Regions from separate parts of the Sus scrofa genome. Here region 2 is linked to region 1. The links are chromatin contacts, called in public targeted proximity ligation maps. All regions are on one chromosome and are shown on one strand. The core of a region is the stretch at or near the end of the contact, and the rest is flanking DNA. Distances in the headings are between cores, read along the strand shown. Region 1 overlaps LOC102165543 (a long non-coding RNA gene). Region 2 overlaps NSMCE2 (E3 SUMO-protein ligase NSE2).

The links.
Region 2: a targeted proximity ligation map of alveolar macrophages shows a contact between it and region 1. A contact is called at or near these places in 1 of 47 Hi-C or Micro-C datasets (embryonic fibroblasts) and 1 of 2 datasets of targeted methods (alveolar macrophages).

Annotation. Positions count from the first base shown.
Region 1 is chr4:14,046,636-14,051,380 of Sscrofa11.1, reverse strand. The region is part of intron 7 of LOC102165543 (a long non-coding RNA gene); the gene reads right to left. Among named protein-coding and RNA genes, the nearest start is that of TRIB1, 250 kb to the left of the region's middle.
Region 2 is chr4:14,572,377-14,576,826 of Sscrofa11.1, reverse strand. The region is part of intron 2 of NSMCE2 (E3 SUMO-protein ligase NSE2); the gene reads left to right. Among named protein-coding and RNA genes, the nearest start is that of WASHC5, 24 kb to the left of the region's middle.

The DNA of each region.
Region 1 (4,745 bases), core at 2,206-4,705:
GTCACAGGTGCTATCCTTGATACATCTCTTGCACTTCTAGCTGCTTCTTTGCTTTGACTTTCCAGAAGACCTGGACTAACACACTGAGGCAGCACCTAATGTGTGTCATGCACTGCTTTAGGCACTGGGGTGCAGGGTGGCCGAGACAAAGGCTTCAATGTCATGTAGCTGGTGGCAGGGATAGTGGAGATAACAGAGGATCAATATGCAAAGAAAGAATGATGCTAATTTAGACAGGACCTTTCAGAGGACTGGCAGTCCAGTGGTGAGGGCGGGAACAAGGTTCTCAGGGACCAAGATGCAGGTGGGTGACAAGGAAGTTGGAGCTGCAGGTACAGACAATGCTTTTCAAGAGGTTTAGTGTTTATAGAACAAAGAGAAGCAGCAGGAGCAGGATTTTGAGGAGACTCTTGCTCGTGGGTAGTATAGGCAGGCCAAAGACAGTCAGATTGACATGGCAAGAGGAGAGATGGAATAATTGGTGAAAGGAAATTCCAAACATGGTAGAAGGTTAGAGCATTTCAATGGGTTGAATGGTCACTGCTCACCCCCAACCCCCTCACCCCCCACAAAGATGTGTCCATGTCCTAATACCCAGACCCTGTAAATGTGGCCTTATGCAGAAAAGGAGTCTCTGAAGATGGAGTTAAGTTATGGATCTTGAGATGAGATGGTCCTGGATTACCTGGGAGGCCCCAAGTCCAATACTAAGTGTTTTTATAAGAGACAAAAGAAGATGCATGAAGAGAAAGAGGCAGCGCCACCTCGGAGGAGACTGAGATGGAAAGGAGGCTGTCAAAGTAGCCGAGGATGGTGGGAGCCTCGGGGCCCCCAGCGGGAGCACAGCTCCACCGACACTTTCAGGACCTCAAGCCTTCAGAACTGTGACCAAATAAATTTCCATTGTTTTAGGCCACAAGGCTATAGGAATTTGTTACAGTAGCGCTAGGAAGCTAATGGAGGCAGGACCAACCCAAAGTGATACCTCTCTCTCCAGAAAGCCTGGGCTCTCAACCTGTGTGGGGAGCACACACTGCCTGGGAATACCTGGTTAACTGTAGGCTTTGTTCCCTCTCCCATTGTTTTTGAACTTTCTACATTCCCATCTTAGGAGGCCAAACATTGTAGGGAAATACATGGCCTTGGGAGACAGATGTACTAGGCTTTGAAACACAGCCTCTTTGTTCTCTTGCTGCTTTGTTCTCACGTGACTATATAAAAATCTAGAACAAGGACCTACTGCATAGCACAAGGAACTACACTGTATACCCAAAACTAACACAACATTGTAAACCAACTATATTTCAATAAACATAAAAAAAAAAACGAAAAGAGCTGAAAAAAAAAGTTTCTGTAAATAGTACATTTGCAACAAACATTTGTTGATTGGTTATGGGTTGACTGATTGATGGTAGACATTATCTATTATGGAGTAACAGCCAGGCATTCATCTCGGTGTTTAAGTTACTTATTAATTTATCCTCATGGAAGTTCTAAAGTATAGATGTATGAGCTTTGCTTCACAGGTTAGAAAAGAGATAGAGCCATGACTGGCACTAAGATCTGATTCCTGGGTCTACTCCACTACTCTGATGAAGAGACCCTCTAGGAAAGCAAGGAGGCACCTCTGTGCTCTTACTACCAGCTTCCTGACAGCTGGCCCCAATCCATTCTGCCGCATCTGTCTGTGTTCCGCTAACCCCCAAGCCAATAGCTGTTCTGCTTCCACCCCAGCTTTTCCATCCAGTGTCATCTTGCTCTGGCTTCTCCCACAGTGTGGGTAGGGCTAAAGTCTATTGCTAAACCTGTGTCTTTCCATGGATCTTTTTGCATAACGTTTAATCACCAGTAATGACTGTGATTCGGCGGCACTCATCTAGTGAACTTCAAGTTGGCGTTTCAATTAATTGTGCTGATTGCTAGGCTTGGCCTTTCCTATATTTGCGAGAAGCTTAGCCTAAGAGCTGTCAGTTAAGGGACTTACTGGGGGCAGCAAATAACGTCATTACAGTTTTTTTTTGCTCTGGTTGAGAGGAAGGAAGAAAAGTTGACTGTCTCAGGCAGTTCTCTACTTGCGGAGAGGCTGGTGCCCATGGCTACGTGTAACTGGCAGGAGGGCTTTGGTCCCCTCCCCTTGGGCCTCTCCTTCCCTGTCCTCTTCACCCCCCTTTCTTCTCCCCTACCCCCCTCCTCCCTTTCTTTCCTAGTCTTGCTTCTTCTTTCTTTCATTCTTCATTTCTTTCTTTCCTTAGCTAAAGTCTTTTTTTTTTTTTTTGTCTTTTGTCTTTTGTCTTTTTTGTTGTTGTTTTGTTGTTGTTGCTATTTCTTGGGCTGCTCCCGCGGCATACGGAGGTTCCCAGGCTAGGGGTTGAATCGGAGCTGTAGCCACCGGCCTACGCCAGAGCCACAGCAACGCGGGATCCGAGCCTCGTCTGCAACCTACACCACAGCTCACGGCAACGCCGGATCGTTAACCCACTGAGCAAGGGCAGGGACCGAACCCGCAACCTCATGGTTCCTAGTCGGATTCGTTAACCACTGCGCCACGACGGGAACTCCCTCCTTAGCTAAAGTCTTTGATGAAAAAAGAGTAATTTAGTGTCCCCAGGCCTCATAGTCACATGGCTATAGACAGGGTTACCTTAACAGCTGACCTGGAGTCTACACACACACACACACACACACACACACACACACACACACCCCTTCATAGTTCACATCCTCTCTTTCTCTAGGTATTCCTGGGTTTTTGAAGTGCTAACTTTCCAGATACACTTTAGCCAATGAGCATGAAGAAGGAGACGAGAAGGAGGAAGGGCTTTAATACTAAATATCTGTAGGTTCAAATCCCCACTCCAGGATTTATTAGCCCTGTGACCTTGAGCAGGTACTTAAACCGCTCTAGCTCTCCGTTTTCTCATGTATAAAACGAGAATAATAAGTCCAGTATCACAGAGCTGTCAGGAGACAAGAAAGTAAAGCTAAAGAGCTGAGCACAGTGTTAGAGAAAAATAACTGGCAGGTACTATTATTATTCTTACTTTAAATGCCACGGGGTTATCTTTTGTCAGCAATGTCCCGCGGTCTGTCTGTTCTTCCTTCTTTTTCCCTTTCATTTCTTTCTTATAGAAATCTTTACAAATAACTTTATTAAGTTATTGTTTTAAGCAGAAACACCTCCCTTCTAACTTAGCATGGAGATTCTGGGACAGAAACACCTCCCTTCTTAGCATTGAGATCTCTCTGCAAGGCTGGATGGGGAAGAGGGGAATCGCCTCTCGCTGGCAGGTCTCTGGGGCTTCCTATGATTCACTGTTCTGTGGTTCTGTGCGCATCTCCTGGATGCAGCAGCGCCCCCAGGTGGCAGCGCTGGAATCCTGTTTGCCTTGAATTCAGCCTCATCATGCCCCGCCTCCAAGACGTCAGTCAGGCCATGCCCCGCTTCAGATCTGAGTCTCAGGCCCACAGCAACTTCCTCTGGGCCCCGCCCAGACGCCAGCCTCAGCCCAGCAGGCAGCCTTCTCAGAGCTGCAGCTCCATGGGGCCCTTTCTCCGAGTTTCCAAGTTTTAATAATTATTTCAACCTCTTCCCTTGGTTAACCCAGCCCTAGGTGGTTACTTTAGAATTCTTTTTATTCTTTTAGTTATCTAGTTAATAACTTTTTGGCTGGTTAACAATTTAAAATTTTAATTCTTGGGAGTTCCCGCTGTGGCTCAGCTGGTTATGAACCTAACTAGTATCCATGAGGATGCAAGTTTGATCCCTGACCTCGCTCAGTGGGTTAAGGATCTGGCGTTGCTGTGAGCTGCAGTTTAGGTCACTGACTTGGCTGGGATCTGGTGTTGCTGTGACTGTGGTGTAGGCTGGCAGCTGCAACTCATATTGGACCCCTAGCCTGGGAATGTCCATATGCCACATGTGCAGCCCTAAAAAGCAAAAAGCAAAAAAAAAAAAAAAATTTAATTCTCTGTTTCAACTGCTGGCATGGTTTCTGTCTCCTGATTGGACCCTGATCTATGCAAGTGCCAAGCAGGGACCAGGAACTACTCTGGCCCCTATGGAGAGAGCAGTAAATGAAATTAGGAAAATACCCTACCCAACCCCCTCATGGAGCTTACATTCTGTTTGGGCAAAACAAAGAAAAACCTAAACACGTATATACAGAAAATACAGTATGTCAGAGGAAGGGGGATAGGAGTATTGGAATGGGGGTGGTTTGCAATTTAAGCTGCAATGTTTGTATGACACGACTCATCAGATATATGAAAATACTTTTGTGTCCAAATATTGGGGATTATTTTGTTTCATTCATAACATAGTCTTTTTGCAAATCCTAGAGACTGTGTCAAACTAGGGAGAGTAGATCATTAGCAGGGCTCTCAGTAGATGTCATACATGGGAAGAAAAGCAAAATGTTTTAAGTGGTGGCTAATGAGTGCGTGTATGTGTGTGTGTGTGTGTGGTATGTCTCTTAATGTACAGCATAATCGTTGCACCCAGCAGTCTTAGAACAGATTTCCAGGCTCATTGTAAACTGTAGACAGTACTTCACGGGAGACTCCAGTGTCCAAATGAAAGCCCTTAGAATTTTCCCACTCCTTTCACGGTTCTCAAAGGCATCCAATCCTAGTGGCCTGTATGTTCTCGTTTACTTTCCTGGGCACCAAAGCCTCTTCAATTGGAGAACGCCACCGTTAGGGGTGTTCATCTGGATAATTTCCCTAGGGTAGGTAGCTGCTTTTCC
Region 2 (4,450 bases), core at 1,052-3,551, 530 kb before region 1:
CCCAAGGACCACATTTTGGTTTAATCATCTCCCCTTTGATGAGAAACATAAGCCACTAGATGGCATCAGAACACTTCTTATGAGGTAGCTGTCGGGGCGTAACTGATCTGTTAATTGCAGGGTTCAGGATTGTATAAAAGGTACAGTAACTAAATTATTGGAATTCAGTAGCTTGGAGCCTGAATTATTCCATATATCTAAAAGTACCAAAAAAAAAAAATGTTTAGTTCAGACCAGAAAAACTGTGAGGCTATTGAGATCACAACGTTTTAAGATCAGCTCTTCTAGAAATGAGGAATATACCTCTCATTTCCACCAGCTTCATTTCCAGTTATCCAGGTTACTCAGTTCATTTACTTACCAGCGATATATGTGTCTCATATTTATTATTTACTATTCTAAGTTGGTGCCTCTTGATTTTGTGGTTGATAACTTTTAAAAGCCACTTTAAAAAGATGTATCAACAGTAGGTGTAATTCTCTCAGCGGGCCAGTTGTGTGGCGAATAGTTTGGGGATGTTAAAAAGTGTGAAATGTGTTTTTCTTTCCTCTTGGCTTCCTTCGTCAGAAAGTTGAGCAGTTTCCTTTTTAAGGGCTCTGGAGAGGAGAGCTTGGGCTGCTCTTGGCCTCACCTCACCTCATGTTACCACTCTCACTCCATAAATTTCCAACCATTCCAACACCTCCAGATTTTCTTTCTTCCACTGACTGTACCAACCTGAAATTTGGCTTGGTTTCTCCACATGATGGCATGTGTGGAAATAATTGCTTGCTCTGCTCTCCTGTTTGCTGAGCTCTCCCATCCATATTAAGGTGTCACTTTTTGAAATAGTAAATGAGTCATCTTTTAGATTTCTAAAACAGAATCTGTATAGTACCTGAGTACTGCCTCGGTTTTTCTAGATGCTGGAGAATAACAATTTTTTTTTTTTTTTTTAGAATAACATTTGAGTTGATTTCTACTTTTTTTTTTTTTTTTTTAAATCTTTGAATCAGAGACGTGGCTTAGGTTTCAATGATCTAATAGAATGTGAAAATGACCGCTACAGAAAGAACTGAAATGGTGTCGCTCGATCAGATTTTAAAATTAAACTAGCATTTTGTATTATACGTATGATCATTGAAAACAATTAAGACTAGTTTAATTCTAGGCAAAGAGTACAATTCATGGCAGAGGTAGAACAGACTTAGGATCATTTTTGAAACATCAAGGCTTTTTAAAAGACATTGAAGTTTGTCTTTCAGTAAGCAGAAACATGCTTTTATTTGATTGGTGATTAACAGATGAAACCAATTTGATTATTCTAGAGAAAATTATTTTATTATCCAGACTTATTTATCCCTCTTCTTTCTGTGCTTTATAACTGAAATTGTGTGTTCTATATAAGTGGAAAGTTATATTTATATGTAGCAGCACTGTCCAATAAAAATATAATGTGAGCCGCGTATGTAACTTAAAATATTCCACCGTCCTCATTACAAAAGGCAAGAAGAGTAGGAATTAATTTCAGTAATGTTTTATCTAATCTAATGTGCCTAGAATATTATTTCAGTATGTAATCAGTATTAAAATTGAGTTATTTTTACATTTACATTCTTTTTTTTGTGCCAGGTTCCAAGTTCAAAATCTTATGATGGATCTCAATCCAGACTAGCCAAATTTCAAATGCCTAATTGCCACTGCATGTGGCAAATGGCAACTGTAATAGCAAGTAGAGAGGGTATTTCACTTTTCAGTGACTCTATCAAGAAATTTTAAGGGTAGTTAAATCAATCAGTTTTGTAGCTTTTTAGAGGTTTTGGTGATATTCACATTGAACCAGTTAGTAAAACAAGATAATACTATTTACCGATTTCTGTTTTTTCCTTTCTCTTTTTTCTCTTTGTATTAGTCGCCCTCTACCACTGGCGTGATTGGTATTTTAGGTTTTTCCCCAAATTGTTTAACCAGCTTAAACTTACTTCTGCAGATCCTATTAATATTTGCTTCTGTTTGAAATGTCACATGCTGATTTGACTCCACACCTACACTACTTTCATATTTTGTAGCTGATGTGGTAATTTAGTTTCTTTTGGTCTTGAGCAAGCTAGAGGGAGTAAGCCTCTTAAGCAGCCAGAACACTCTAGTTGCTGTAAACAATTAGGCCTGTCAGCAGTTGACCTTGGAAATGCTAATTTGCTTGTCTCTTGGTGCTGCTTCAGGCCCTGGCTTTCTCCCTGTGGGTGGGAGTTATGAACCCAGTTTGGAGAAGGCCCTTGGGGAAGCACCAAATAGATGTGCTTCTTGCTTCAGTTTTGCATGTGACCAAGTGCAAGAGGCATTCTTTGTGTGAACTTCTTTGAAGGGCTTTAAGAGCCTGCACTGATGCCTAGACTGAAGTTGAGAGGAAGCTTTGTTGACATTTGAATCTCCCCTTCCCCTGCATTCTAGCACTATCTGCCATAATGATTGATTTAAAATGATTTCATTAATGTTTCATTATATCCCTTGATGGGGTTTTACTTTTTTTTTGTCTTTTTAGGGCCACACCCACAGCATATGGAGGTTCCCAGGCTAGGGGTCCAATCGGAGCTACAGCTACAGGCCTACACCACAGCCAGAGCAATGCAGGATCTGAGCCGTGTCTGCGACCTACGTCACAGCTCACAGCAACTACAGATCCTTAACCCACTGAGCGAGGCCAGGGATTGAACCTGTGTCCTCATGGATACTGGTTGGGTTTGTTAACCATGGAGCCACAGTGGGAACTCTAGGTTTTATTTTTGATAACTAACCTAGATTTCTTTTTAACCCCTTCCAGTCAATTGCTCTATTTTTTATGACTACATCATATTCCATTGTTTGAATGTACCACATCTTATCTATGCATTCATTGTTGCTGGACATTGGGTTGTTATTATTAATAAATTATTATTTGGATATTATTAAGAAATATTGCTCTGAACGTTTGTGTACAAATTGATATCATGGTTTTGATTCGCATTTTCTGATGACTAATGAAGTGCAGTATATTTTCATGTGCTTTTTGGACATTTGTATTGGAGAGATGTCTATTTGGATCCTTTGCCCATTTTCAAATTGAGTTATTTCTGTCTCTATTTTTGAGTTGTAAGAGTTCTTTATATATTCTGGATGCAAGTCCAAAATCAAATGTATGATTTATATTTCTTCCCATTCTGTGAGTTGTCTTTTTACTTTATTGATAGTGTTCTTTAAAATATAGAAGTTTTTTATTTGGTGAAGTCCGGTTATCTATTTTCTCTTTTGTTACATGTGTTTTTGATCATACCTAAGAATCTATTGTCAAATCTAAGGTCATGCAAATTTATTCCTATATTTTTTCCTAGGAGTTTCACAGCTCTAGCTATTATATTTAGATCCATTTTTGAATTAATTTTTGTAGATGGCTTGACTAATGGTCCAGTTTCATTCTTTTGTATGTGGCTGTCCAGTTGTCCCAGCATCATTCTTCCCTCATTAATAGTCTTGGTACCTCATTGTTGAAAATCAGTTGACCATTGACATACAAGTTTATTTTTGGACTCTCAATTAATTCTATTCCATTGATAGAATTCTGTATGCCTATCCTTCTGCCATCAGCACATTGTCTTGTAGCTGCTGCTTTGCAGGAAGTTTTGAAGTTGAAAAGTGTAGTCCTCCAACTTTACTCCTTTTTTTCAAAATTGTTTTGAGTTTTTTTGGGGGGGGGTCTCTTGTAATTCTGTATAAATTTTAGGATCAGCCTATCACTTTCTACAGAGAAGCCAGCTGGGTTCTGATGGGATTGCATGAAGCTTATAGTTCAATTTGGGAAACATTATCATCTCAACAATATTGTTTTCCATAGGACCATAGGATTTTTTTTTAGCATCTATTTATATCTTCTGTACTTTTTTCAATGTTTTCAGATTATTAGTTTTACATTTTTTGTTACTTTATTCTAAAACAATTTATTCTTTTTGGTGCTATTCATTGCAAATGTTTAAATACACAGTTGATTTTTATATGTTGATCTTGTATCCCACAACCTTGCTGAATTTATTTATTTTGGCGTGTGTGTGTGTGTCTGTGTGTGTGTGTCTGTGTGTGTAAATATCTATTATCTATGTGTTTTTTAGTGGATTCTTCAGAATTTTCTTTTTGTAAGATCATGTCATCTGTGAATAGAGATAGTTTTATTTCTTCCTTTCCAGTTGGGTTGCTTTTATTTCTTTGTCTTGCCTGCCTAGAACCTACAGTAAGTACAGTGTTGAATGGAAGTGGCAGGAGCAGATGTCCTTATTTTGTTCCTCATCTTAGGGCAAAAGTGTTCAGTCTTTCATCATTAAGTGCAATGTTCACTGGAGAACCTCCCTTCTGCAGTGTCCTTCCAGTAACTTTCTATTGAGAAAACTTAAACATTACGCTCACTTAAGGAGAAGTGCTTTCGTTTCATTCATTATCACAGAGC